Linked DNA regions of Mus musculus: all the other regions are linked to region 4. A link is a contact called in public HiChIP or PLAC-seq, capture Hi-C and promoter capture Hi-C data. All regions are on one chromosome and are shown on one strand. The core of a region is the stretch at or near the end of the contact, and the rest is flanking DNA. Distances in the headings are between cores, read along the strand shown. Region 1 holds the start of Kcnq2 (potassium voltage-gated channel, subfamily Q, member 2). Region 2 holds the start of Fndc11 (fibronectin type III domain containing 11). Region 3 holds the start of Chrna4 (cholinergic receptor, nicotinic, alpha polypeptide 4). Region 4 holds the start of Dnajc5 (DnaJ heat shock protein family (Hsp40) member C5).

The links. Promoter capture Hi-C pulls out the DNA fragments that hold promoters and counts their contacts. HiChIP or PLAC-seq counts read pairs in DNA pulled down with a chosen protein or histone mark. Capture Hi-C pulls out chosen DNA fragments and counts their contacts.
Region 1: a capture Hi-C map of embryonic stem cells shows a contact between it and region 4, with 2.4 times the contacts expected there. The contact joins the promoter of Kcnq2 here to the promoter of Dnajc5 in region 4. A contact is called at or near these places in 6 of 39 promoter capture datasets (the 3T3-L1 cell line, embryonic stem cells, hippocampal neurons and 2 more), 2 of 115 datasets of contacts at active chromatin or transcription factors (both in embryonic stem cells) and 1 of 9 other capture datasets (embryonic stem cells).
Region 2: a promoter capture Hi-C map of liver shows a contact between it and region 4, with 2.3 times the contacts expected there. The contact joins the promoter of Fndc11 here to the promoter of Dnajc5 in region 4. A contact is called at or near these places in 9 of 39 promoter capture datasets (the 3T3-L1 cell line, cranial neural crest, fetal liver and 5 more), 1 of 484 Hi-C or Micro-C datasets (CD4 T cells), 4 of 115 datasets of contacts at active chromatin or transcription factors (effector CD8 T cells, embryonic stem cells and extraembryonic endoderm stem cells) and 3 of 9 other capture datasets (adipose tissue, liver and macrophages).
Region 3: a contact with region 4 is called in an H3K27ac HiChIP or PLAC-seq map of embryonic stem cells, with 4 times the contacts expected there. The contact joins the promoter of Chrna4 here to the promoter of Dnajc5 in region 4. A contact is called at or near these places in 2 of 39 promoter capture datasets (both in liver) and 1 of 115 datasets of contacts at active chromatin or transcription factors (embryonic stem cells).

The regions. Positions count from the first base shown.
Region 1 is chr2:181,133,849-181,136,548 of GRCm38.p6, forward strand. Kcnq2 (potassium voltage-gated channel, subfamily Q, member 2) reads right to left here and starts at 1,441. Exons shown (of 17, transcript NM_010611.3): 1 at 949-1,441. The coding sequence starts at 1,244.
Region 2 is chr2:181,218,669-181,221,368 of GRCm38.p6, forward strand. Fndc11 (fibronectin type III domain containing 11) reads left to right here and starts at 1,366. Exons shown (of 2, transcript NM_001379472.1): 1 at 1,366-1,466.
Region 3 is chr2:181,037,767-181,040,466 of GRCm38.p6, forward strand. It overlaps Chrna4 (cholinergic receptor, nicotinic, alpha polypeptide 4), which reads right to left and starts at 1,411. Exons shown (of 6, transcript NM_015730.5): 1 at 1,226-1,411. The coding sequence starts at 1,307.
Region 4 is chr2:181,519,123-181,521,822 of GRCm38.p6, forward strand. Dnajc5 (DnaJ heat shock protein family (Hsp40) member C5) reads left to right here and starts at 1,363. Exons shown (of 5, transcript NM_016775.3): 1 at 1,363-1,575.

The DNA of each region.
Region 1 (2,700 bases), core at 191-2,690, 390 kb before region 4:
CATACAAAATGGCCGAGTCTTAGTGCTCCTCCTCTGTCCCTGGTTCTACTGGAATAGGAGAGCCAGCGTCCTTGCATTGGGAGGTTATGCATACTAACATAAACACACACACACACACACACACACACACACACTCATGTATGCGTGAAACAGGTTCGACTCTTTCTGGCTCTGCCCCAGAAGGAGTCCCAGACTTGGGGACAGGAGCAGCCCCTTCCAGGCCCAAAGCTGGCAGTACTGGGGGATAATAGTCTCTCAAGGATCTAAAGCCCAGAATGTGTAGCGAGATCATCAGCAGGTACAAAGGGACTACTTAGAGTGTAGAGAACAGGAGAGTGGGCCTCCGGAGATGAGTACAGGCAACTGCCCTCAGCCAGGGCTGAGGTGATGGGATGTTATGTCCCCTCCCCATTTCTGCAACCCGGAAGCTCAGAGAGGTAGCAAGAGGTTAGGAGGATGACTGAGATGAGGCCAATCTTCTGCATTGCCCCTACTTGGATGTCGGAGAGAACCCACGGGGATGCAGAGGGGCGAATGAGTTCAGACCTAGAGCTGAGCCGCCCTCCCTCCTAGGCGGCCCTTTGTTCCGCGCTGCGGGCCGTGGGGAGGGGCCTCTCGGGCTGAGGGGGGCTGGGGCGCCAGTACATCCCGTCCTGCGGGGGAAGGGCTGGTACAACCCAGCCTGGCGGCCGTAACCCTCCCCCTCCCCAAATAAAACAGTCCCTGACTACAGAATGATCTCCAAAGTCACTCTCCAATCCCTATCCTTTGCTTTAACCCGAGACTGCAATGCCACGACCCAAACCCCACGCCCACGACGCGAACCAGGCGCGCGCGCGGACACGCACACCAGGGCCCCTCAGTCCACCGCAGCTGCGCCTGCTATCAACCCGCGGCCCGGCCAGGGTTTCGCCAGGCCCACCGCTCACCACATCGCGGGCCACTTACACGTAGGCGTGGTAGATGAACGCCCAGCCGCGGGGCCGCTCTAGCACGTTGTAGAGGAAATTCTGCAGCTTGCGGTAGAAGGCGTTGCGCTTCGGGGGCTTCCCGGCTCCCGCGCCGCCCGTCCGCGGCTTGCTCAAAACGCTGCCGCGCTTGGGGGCCTCGGAGCCCGCGATGAGTAGCGCGCCGTCGCGTGTGGAGTCGGGCGCGCCGGGGTCCAGCCCCACGAAGCCCACCTTGAGCTTCTTTTCCCCGCTGGTGCCGGGGTACACGCCACCGTTGCGCGACTTCTGCACCATGGTGCCTGCGGCGCCCTATCGGGCGCGGGCTCAGCGGGGGCGGCGCGCGGGGGGTGGCGCGGGCCCCAGCCCAGGCCTCCGGTCCGGCAGCCGCATGGCGAGGCGGCTGCGGCTCTGCGTTCCTACCTGGCCCGGCCGCGCGCGGGGACGCTGCGGCCACCCGGCTCCGCGCGCGCCTCGGTGCCTGGCCGGCTTCCGCGAGGGCTCCTCCCGCCGCCCCGCCCCGCCCGCCTTAACCCCTACGACGCCATTGTAGTGGCAGGCAGGGAGAGCTGGTCCAGGTGTACTGCCTCACAGGACAACCCTTCCTGCTCTCCTAGCCCGGTAATCCTTGAGGGGGAGTCCAGCCCTGCCGTCACCGCTGAGAGGGCAAAGCACCAGAGTTGACCTGGAGTCGGCAAGTGGACACCTTTGGAAGGATCCTGGCCATTGTCAAGTTCGGTGTTAAAGATTCAGCCCACAAGGATCTTGGCTCTTAGCATCAAGAGGGCCAGACATGAGGAAGGCCCAGCACTTCCTCTGGGTGTGCAGGGAAATTTGTACAGGCTCTCTAAGGGTAACCAGAGCAGTGCCTAGAGCAGAATCCTTGCCCACCTCCAGGCTTACTGAGCCAACTGTACATGGTTATGGAGGAGGCACCAGCCTGGCCCACCCAGTCAGAAGAGGCCTTAGGTACAAGGTGTTTGTGGGTGGGGTGGGGGGAGGGAAGTGCTGCCCACTCCTTGCACGGGCTGGCTTTACCATCACCTCTGGGTCATCTTCCATTCAAGTCTCTGTAAAAGAACTGTAAGTTTTATAAGTCAGGTTGGAGAGATAGCTCAGTAGTTAAGAGCACTGACTGTTCTTTGAAAAGACCTGGGTTTGGTTCCCAGTACCCACATGACATTAGGAACTTAACTCCAATACCAGAGAATGCAAAGACCTCTTGTGGCCTTCTTGAGCACTGAAAGCTTGTGGTACTCATACATACACGCAGGCAAAACATACCCACTAAACATAACGTAAAAATAAACAAATCTCAAAATAGTATTTTTAAAATAACTAAATAAGTGATTACAGATCGTAGATGGCAACTGGGAAGAGCCTAGCTCATTCTATCCACCCTCCTGGGACAATCAGAGCCCAAACCGGGCAGTGGTGCTGCAAACCTTTAATCCTAGCACTTGGGAGGCAGAGGCAGGCAGACCTCTGTGAGATTGAGGCCAGCCAAGTCTACAGAGAGAGTCCCAGGACAGCCAGAACACACAGAAATTTTGTCTGGGGATGGGGTGAGTCAGAGCCCTGAGGGATAAAAGGTTCTGGTTCCCTAGGAAGGAAATGTGTTCCAAGAGGAGGCACTGAAAGGAAGGCAAAGGTCAAGGTTCTCTAGAGTTCCATAACACCAACAGATACAAACTTACTCATCTTCTCTTTTGGGGGGAAAATGGGGACACACCCTTGAAGTCGTTATGAGCCC
Region 2 (2,700 bases), core at 116-2,615, 300 kb before region 4:
AGAGAAAGAAAAATAAAAACCATCCCTAACTCCAGTTCCAGGGGATCCAATGTCCTCTTCCTACCTCTGTGGGTACCAGCCTTCTGTGGGAACCAGGCATGCAGGTAAAATGCTCATATACATAAAAATCAATCTAAAAAATTAAAAATTTTAAAACTAGGACTGGGAAAAAAAAAAAAAAAGACCGATCAAGTGGAGCAGAGCAGCTTTCACAGACCCAGAGCAAGCCCAACCCCTAAGAACAGGGTAGTGAGCCTCACCCATCTCCTTCCTGAGGAAGAGCTGGGCGCTGGTATTCTTCCTGCTGCTTTTTATTCTCTTCTACTCCCCAGGGGCCAGTTTCCCTCCTGGACCTTCAGATGGCATCCCTTTCTCCCTCAAACTGGCCACCATGACTAACTAGCCTAGATGAGCACAGAGCCAGCACCCATCGCTTCTCCCTCCTCCCCCTCCCCCTCTGGGGCCTCTGAGGTCTGTAGCCAATATAGGTTGACAGATAGGAAAACTATTCCCCAGCACCGTCAGATGCCATCAGGAGGGCTGGGAGCTCTAGCTATAATTCAAGTTGGTAGCAAACTTGAGTTACAACCAGGTAACTCAGTCCAGACAAACCCAATCTAGAAGGACTGACCGAGTGGAAAAGAGTCAGCAGCTTTCAGGTGGCTGAGACCCTGAGACCCTTGCTAGGAGTAACCCCAAGCTAGCTCATAAAGAGGAAGGACCTGGGTGTTAAATCTAGGGGTCCAAAGCCCAGTTTGGAGTATGAGACTGCAACTTGGGGATTCCTTTGAGGATTCCTAGAGCTATGGACTCCGTTTATTCAGACTGGAGGGGACAGGGCATGAGTTTCTGGAGGCCTGGGAAAACCAGACCCCTTCACCTTGCTGACTGCTTGCTAAGGAGATCCTAGCCATCTGCTGCTATATCACTTCCTTTCTCATCGTCTTTGAGACCCATAGGCGGCTGCTTGGCTTGGAATGTCAAACAGGTGGCCCTTCCCTGCACTCCACTGGCATCTGCTGGCTTCTTGAGTCCCAGCAGCCAGCTCTGTCCCACTCAAAGACACCAGTTTCCTGCGTTGCATAGAATCCCATTGCAAGCCAAGCTGCTGACCCAGCCACCGCAGGCTCCTGGACTGCTGCGAAACACGATGCCGAGGAACAATTCCACTAGCCCGTGGCGCGGGCTGAAGTTGAGTTTGTTTCGAGTCCGTGAGGCCCTGGACATAAATCGCTGCTGCCGTATATCAAAATTTAGCCTTCAAATCAAGAGCTCCTTACACCTGGGCCGGATGTGCACAGCGTCACAAGGGCCAGTGGTTCCCATGGCAACAAGTAGGCCTTTGGCAGGGGGAGCGGATCTGGCAGTGCACCCTGCAGCTCTGGCTGGGCTCCGCACAGGAAGCGGGCGGCCAGGCACTTGCAGAGCGGGGCTGGGGCTCACGGAGGTGATCCGGAAGAGGAGTGGTAGGTAGAGGAGTTTAGGAGGTGTGCCCAGAAGCTCGGGGTGGGTAGTCTCCACGGAGGGGGAGGGGTGATAGAATAGCTTAGATGGGGAAGTAGTTATGGAGACTTCCATTGAGCTTTCTAGCGGCCATGAACTGTTGACTCAGGGTCTTGGGGCCCTGATCTCAGCTAGCATTCAGCCAGGAACCATTCTCTGCTGTCTCAGATGCCTGTTCTAACCCCCCCCACCCCCCACCCCCGGCACGCACCACCATTCACACAAATCACTTTGAATTAGTCTTTGGGACATGATCAATCTTACTATCCAGCTGTGTGGTTTTGAGGTAGTCATCCAGTCTCTTAGCTCTGTTTCTTGCTCATCCAAGCCCAGTTTCCACAAACTGAGATTTCCAAGTGAAGCCACTGGCCCAGTGCCAGGGACAGCTAGCAGGAGGTTGGTACCTTCTCCAGGGATCTCTGGCTACTGGGCTTTGTGGCACACCAGCCTCTCCACAGACAACCAGATTTGGGGGAAAGGTATGGGGACAAGGAGAGGAGGGCTGACTCTGGAGTCAACAGTTCCAGCTTTGGGATAAACTGGGTACAGGAGCATACACCCCTGGAGTCCCAAGACTGCTTGAGCACAGGAGTTGGAGGGCAGCCTGAACAACAGACTGAGATGTTCTGTCAAAATCAAAAGTGACCATGAAGGAAGACCAACCTAACAAGCTTTAGCGTTAGACTCCCCCCAACCCCCATCTGTGAGATGGTGGGAGAGGATCTACCCTGTTCTTAGCCACACAAGGTCCCCCCCCCCCCCTTTATGTGAGGATGATGTAGAGTCTTGTCTTTGGTTAGCCTGGTCCCTGAGCATTGCACCCCTGCAGTGTACCTGGTCTCTGGAGAGTACTGGGAAGCATGGGGAATCACCCTAAGCTTGGGCACAGACCTGTGTTAGGTGAGGAACCTGAGACTTATGATCTGTCTCAAAACTAATCAACATCCCAGAGCTTCTCCCCAGGCTACTCTGGTCCCTGTAGCCCACTCTGTCTGATAAGCCCCATTAGCTCATCGCCACAAAATACTATTGGCCCCTTGATAGAAGTTTCCCGTTTATCATCTGCTTTTGCCCAGTACCCAGCCCACTATTCTGTCCCCTCCAGGGGTCTCTGATCAGAAAGCTGTGTCCCAGGGGAGAGCAAAAGCCATTATGGGGCAGAGGCTGATGAGGGGCAGAGCCAATCTGACGGTCACA
Region 3 (2,700 bases), core at 161-2,660, 480 kb before region 4:
GCCCCAAGAATGAATGGATCAGGCCCTCCTGCACTCCACCAGGAAAACAAGACAACTGACATAGTGAACACTGAATTAATGGGGTAGAGCTCCCCTGCAGACAATCACTTTGGATGGAAGTGCCCTATCTCCAGTGACCGGCAGAGACAAAGGATGTAAAGGGACAGCAGGGGTTGGGGGGTGGGGCTGGGTGGCAGAAGGTGTATGGGGCAGCTAGGATGGGTGGTGGTGGTGAATGAAAGAGGACTGTGCACCACATCTCATGGCTGCAGGAGCTTGAGCCTCTGTCCACAGGAGTGGTCCTGCTGCCTGGGCTTCTAGGGTACAGCCTGACAATGAACGCAGAGCCTCGGGGCTGCCAGGACCTTGTGTTCATAGACGGATATAAGATTCCATGGATAAGCGCCACACTGCTTCATGAAGAGGGTGCCCCCTCATTCCACCAGCCAGCAGCCCATCTGTGTCCTCTCCATTGGCCCCCTACGTGGCTAGGGGGCCTCCCTACCTCCATTTGCTGGGTTGCTGCATCAAAAGAGGGGGTTGGGAAGAAAGAGGGGAGCCTCTGCTGTCTACTGGCTCTTGCTCACCTGAGAGACATGGGAACTCCTTAGGAGAGGACTCCTAGAGTCCCCCCCCCCCCAGCCTCCCCACCTCAACCTCATTCTTCCTGGTGTCTTGAACCGACCAGTAAGGCATAACCCCTCTGCTCAGTGGGAAGGCCAGGATTAAATAACTGCAGGAAGCCCCATCACGGGTTAGAGTGAAAGGTGTCCGCTCAGAGGAAGAGAGGTGGAGGAAGCCTGGGGGAGCAGAAAGGGTAGGGTGGAACTCCGGGGGGTGGTAGGGGTAGATCCCTGAAAACAGGGACAGACATGGGGGCGGTCTGAAGGCGAGATTTGGCTGGATGGAACCTCCCTCCTAGGTGGACTCCACCTCTATCCTACTTGGAGGTTCTGATTCCAGCTCCGAAATGCAGTCAGACCACCCCCCCCCCCGCCTTTACTCAAACCCCCTCTCCCAGCACTTGGAGGCTGATTCCTTCCTCTCTGGCTCAGCTAGCACTGCAGGACATCGAAGCTGTAGTGGGTGGAGGAGTCTCTGTGGCTATCCCGTTGCTCGCACCCGCGGCTTGGAACCGCAGCCCCGGGCCTCCTCTCCCCTAGCCCCGGAGTCCTAGGTGCCAGGACCCGGGAGAAAAAGGCCCGTTTCGCGTTTCGAAACTTACCAGGCAAGAGGCCGGTCCCTAAGAGCAGCAGGAGCGGCAGGAGCAGCAGCGGCGGCGGCGCCCCGGAGCCCCCGATCTCCATGGCTCACAGAACGGGCTCTAGACGAGGGCGGCTCCCGGCAGTACCGCGCCTCCGCTCCGAGACCCGCGCGCACCCAACTTCATGCCCCGTGTCGCGGCCGCTCGTCCCCAAACCGGGCTCCGCAGCTCGTCCCGCGGGGTGCGGCGGCGGGGCGGGAGCTCGAGGTTGTGGGCTCCGCGGCGCGGCCCCGCCCGGACCTGCAGCCTCCAGCCGCCGGCGAGAGGGGAGGAGGGGGAGGGACTGAAGGGAGGAGGGAGAGAGCGGGAGGAGGGGGCGGACCGGGCCCCGAGGGTATGTGGAGGCCGTGCTCTGCCCCTTGTGGGGGTAAAGTTTCCTTGTCCTCCTGAGGCTCCCGACATGCCGGGAGGGGCTGGGGACTCCGTGGTCATTCCAGTCATCTCGGCGCCTTTTGGAAATGAGCCCCTAACCCTGGTCTCCAGCCCTAACCCTGCCGGCAGCGTGAAGACTGCGGGTGCGCATTCAGGGACTGTGCGCGCGAGGAGGGCGCCCTGTTGGGCACTGGCTAACTCCATCACTTCACCCCTCCTTGGCGTGACTGTTTGCATTTTAGAAATAACAAGTCTCCTTCCTTAGCCCAACCCTGAGAGGAAAGAACCCACTCCCCATCAGCCTTCCGCCCTCCTCCTGCACCGCAAGTCCAAGAATCATCCTGTGACGCCCAGGCCCCGTGTCACCTTTTTAGTGAGAAGAACCTGGTATCCAGACCTTCGCAGGGCCAGCTAGGGACCAAGGTCCATCTTTGTCCTTTTTAAGCGTGCAGATTCTCTGCCCCTGCCTTCTCGGTAAACTGTCAGCATGAAAGCAGTTCCCTACCCCAGCTCTGTGGGCAGCGAGCTACTGGCCAGAGAGGAGAGGTGCTTGGAGACAAGCTGTAGGGTGCTAGGGATGGTCCTGAGGGATGCCACTAAGGAGAAGGTGCTCGAGTACTTTGGTTCCTAGAGTGCTTTGGTGGCACGCGGGGGGGCGGGGGGGAGGCTGGGGGGGAGGTGCGAGAGGGAGGGGGCATCTAAGCAGCAGGTGATGGAAGGAGAGACAACGGGTTCCCAAGAAGAAAGAAACCCTGTCCAACACCAAAAGCCAGATCCCAACCATGCCTTGTCCCAGAGACTCTGCCGTTGACTCCAAGCCCCAAGATGGAGACAATCCTGAAGTTGAAGGCAAGAAAGTGCTGTCCCTGTCCCTATAGCACATACCTCTCTGTTCCCAGACATGGTGGCTCTGAGGTTGACTGTCCCTTTGACCTTCCGTACCGACCCCCCAACCCCAACAGTACAGGGCTCCCATGCCTACCCTCCTCTTTCCCATCTCCCTACCTTGCTCCACCCCCCTCCTCTGTATGCCCCTCCAACAGTAGTGTACCTAGCTCTCTTGC
Region 4 (2,700 bases), core at 113-2,612:
ACACCTATAGGTTAAGTGTAGTTCTCACTCTTCATCAAGGAAAACATCTTCTCCAGATAGAGATCATTACAGAAATTGAAACTGATCAGAATGCAGATTGGTGGAGCCCAGTCCCCACAGATAGAACTCCACCACAAGTCCTGAACTTAAGGCTCAGAGATCATTGTGGAAGAAGGGGAGGAAAAGCTGCAACAACCAGAGGACCAGACAGTTCGCTCTAAGATTTATCTCCTTAAAATGTCAGAGAAGCTACATCCGTGAAGTAACATAACCAACATGGCTGCCTAACTGACCTGAGCAAGGACAACATCAGCTAAGCATGGTGTAAGGGAGAAAGCGCACAGGGCCTCAATCCTAGCTAACTAAGGAATTCTGAGAGCTGGAGAAATAATCAGTTTTAGGGAAGAACATAGAAATTGGTTTTCCCATAGCAAATGATCAGCCTTGAAAACATATACCTACTTAACATACAGACTGAATAGGCTGTATTTATATATTTAGGAGCTATATCACAACAAAGAAGAGGCTATGAATTTGAAAGGGTGAGTGTGTGTGTGTGTGTGTGTGTGTGAATATGAGAGGTTTGGAGAGAGGCAGGGGAAAAATGATGTAATTATAATCCAAAAAGATTATAAGAAAAAATGGTGGGCAGGCAAGAATGAAAGTAAAGCTGTAGGAACACTGGCCAGGAAGATTGGTAGCTCTGGAATAAAAAAGCACAGCACTTGAAATTGTTTGTTACAGCGTAAGTAGGCAAGGGTCACTAGGTTTATTACTTAGTAAGTGAACAGAGTGAACAAGGATTGTATGAGACAGAGTGGGAAGAAAAGTCCTTAACCGTCCACGCATATCATTGCAGACGATTCCTAAAGGATCGCTAAATAATGGCGGTTGATTTTTCAGTGACTGGGAAGAAAGGCAGGAAAGTCTTTTCTGGGTGGTCTCCAGGGATGAACGAAAATGTCAGTCCCAAGGCAGTACCTTGAGACGAAAATGAAGGTCTCCCTCTCTAGTTTTTTGGTAAGTAGTAATAAATTTTTTGAGGCTTATATGAAGCACTGAGCAAACAACTGGAAGAAGAGCAGTTTTACTCGCGGAGTGCCACTTGCCTGCCTTCCAGAGGCGAACCCGCAAGCCTAGGCCTTGCCTCTGCTCCCGGGCTGTAGCTTCCGGCTTAGTAGCTGCAGGCTCCGCCCACCACCTTAACCCTTCCCGGTGATCGTCAACTGGGGCGCAACCTTTCGGGGACCGAGTTCTACCGGAGCTCCGGAGCTTTCGTGCGGCGCTGCCACATTGGCTCCGACTATGGGCGGGGCCTCAGTGTTGGGTTCTAGGCGCTTGCGCAGCCAGCTCTGACCTGCCAGAACACACGTCTTTTTCCGGGGGCGCGCGTGCCAGTGAGTGAGCGTGCGCGTTCTTGCTGCCGCCAGTGTTGCTTCCGCCGTCCTCTGCCGCTGCTACGGCTGTCGCCGCCCGGGATCCTCAGGCCGAGCAGTAGGCCGGCCGGCTGCCCACCACTGCCCCGGGACGGAAAGCGGAGCCGCGGAACCGGTGGACCGGCGGGCGTGCCGACAGGTGAGCTCACTCTCCAGTGGCTCTCAAATTAGGTGGGGCCGCGGGGTTCAAGCTGCCGGAGCCGGGCAAAGGGGAGGGGAAGTGGGGCGAGGGCGCCGCAGCAGGAGGTGAAAGCTGCCCGCAGCGGAAATGGCGGCGACCCTCAGCAGCGGCGGCGAGCCCGGCCCTGGGCACCACTAGGCCCTGCTCGACCTTGCGCACGGCGGGGCGGCGCGGAGACGAGGCTTTCCGGGCCAACTCCGGTTCGCACGCGCGGCCGCCTCCGCGGCTCCCGGAACGCAGAAACTGGTGTGTAGGGAGGCGGGCAGTAAAGGCTCCGAGGCTTGTTCACATTCTGGGACGCAGAAATTGCCTTATAGTTGTAAATTTCAAAGGCATTTGATGTATAAAAAAACCCCTAGTTTATATACCTAGGGACGACATTTTAAGAGGCGATTTTGTGTCGTGCTCTTTGGGGAGAGAATTAGGGACTCATTCGTTTAGGCTCCAACTTGTGTTATATGGCTGGATTAAAGACTTGTTTTTCCTTGTGTCTAGGAGATGATTTCTCCGAATTCATTAAGTGCATCTTCGGAAAAATAATGCAAAAGGTAGCTTTAATTTGTTTTCAGATTGGACTTTGGGGAAATTGGGTCGCCGTTTGTTGGACGCTCAGCTGATCATTCATCCTTTATAGGCAGTGTGTCTCAATTGCTAGTGGTTTGTCTGTTTAAACATCAAAACGCTACTTAATAACACAAAGAATTATATTGTCCCATATATTGTCGTGGTTGCCTAAAGACAAAACTCTAATCGTAGGATAATTTTGTTCATTTATTTGCTTTCTTTAAGGAAAGCGTGATCTGTTAGGTGACATTAAAAGCCAGGACTTTCCGCAGTTTCTAACTTAATATGTGTTACGAATCTGTTACCTGTATCAGTATTTTCATACTTAGGCTGGCCCTGTGTGTGTGGACCGCAAGTGTGGAGCCAGTGGAGCCTCTAAATTCGTTCGGGTTTGGGAACAGGGTACCTGCCCTTGGATTCTTTAAGCACCGTGCCGCACAATCTCTTTGCCCCAGCAGCCTCCTTGCTAGTCTCTTAACCAATTTAAGTGCTCAACCCTTGACATTTTTTTCATGACCA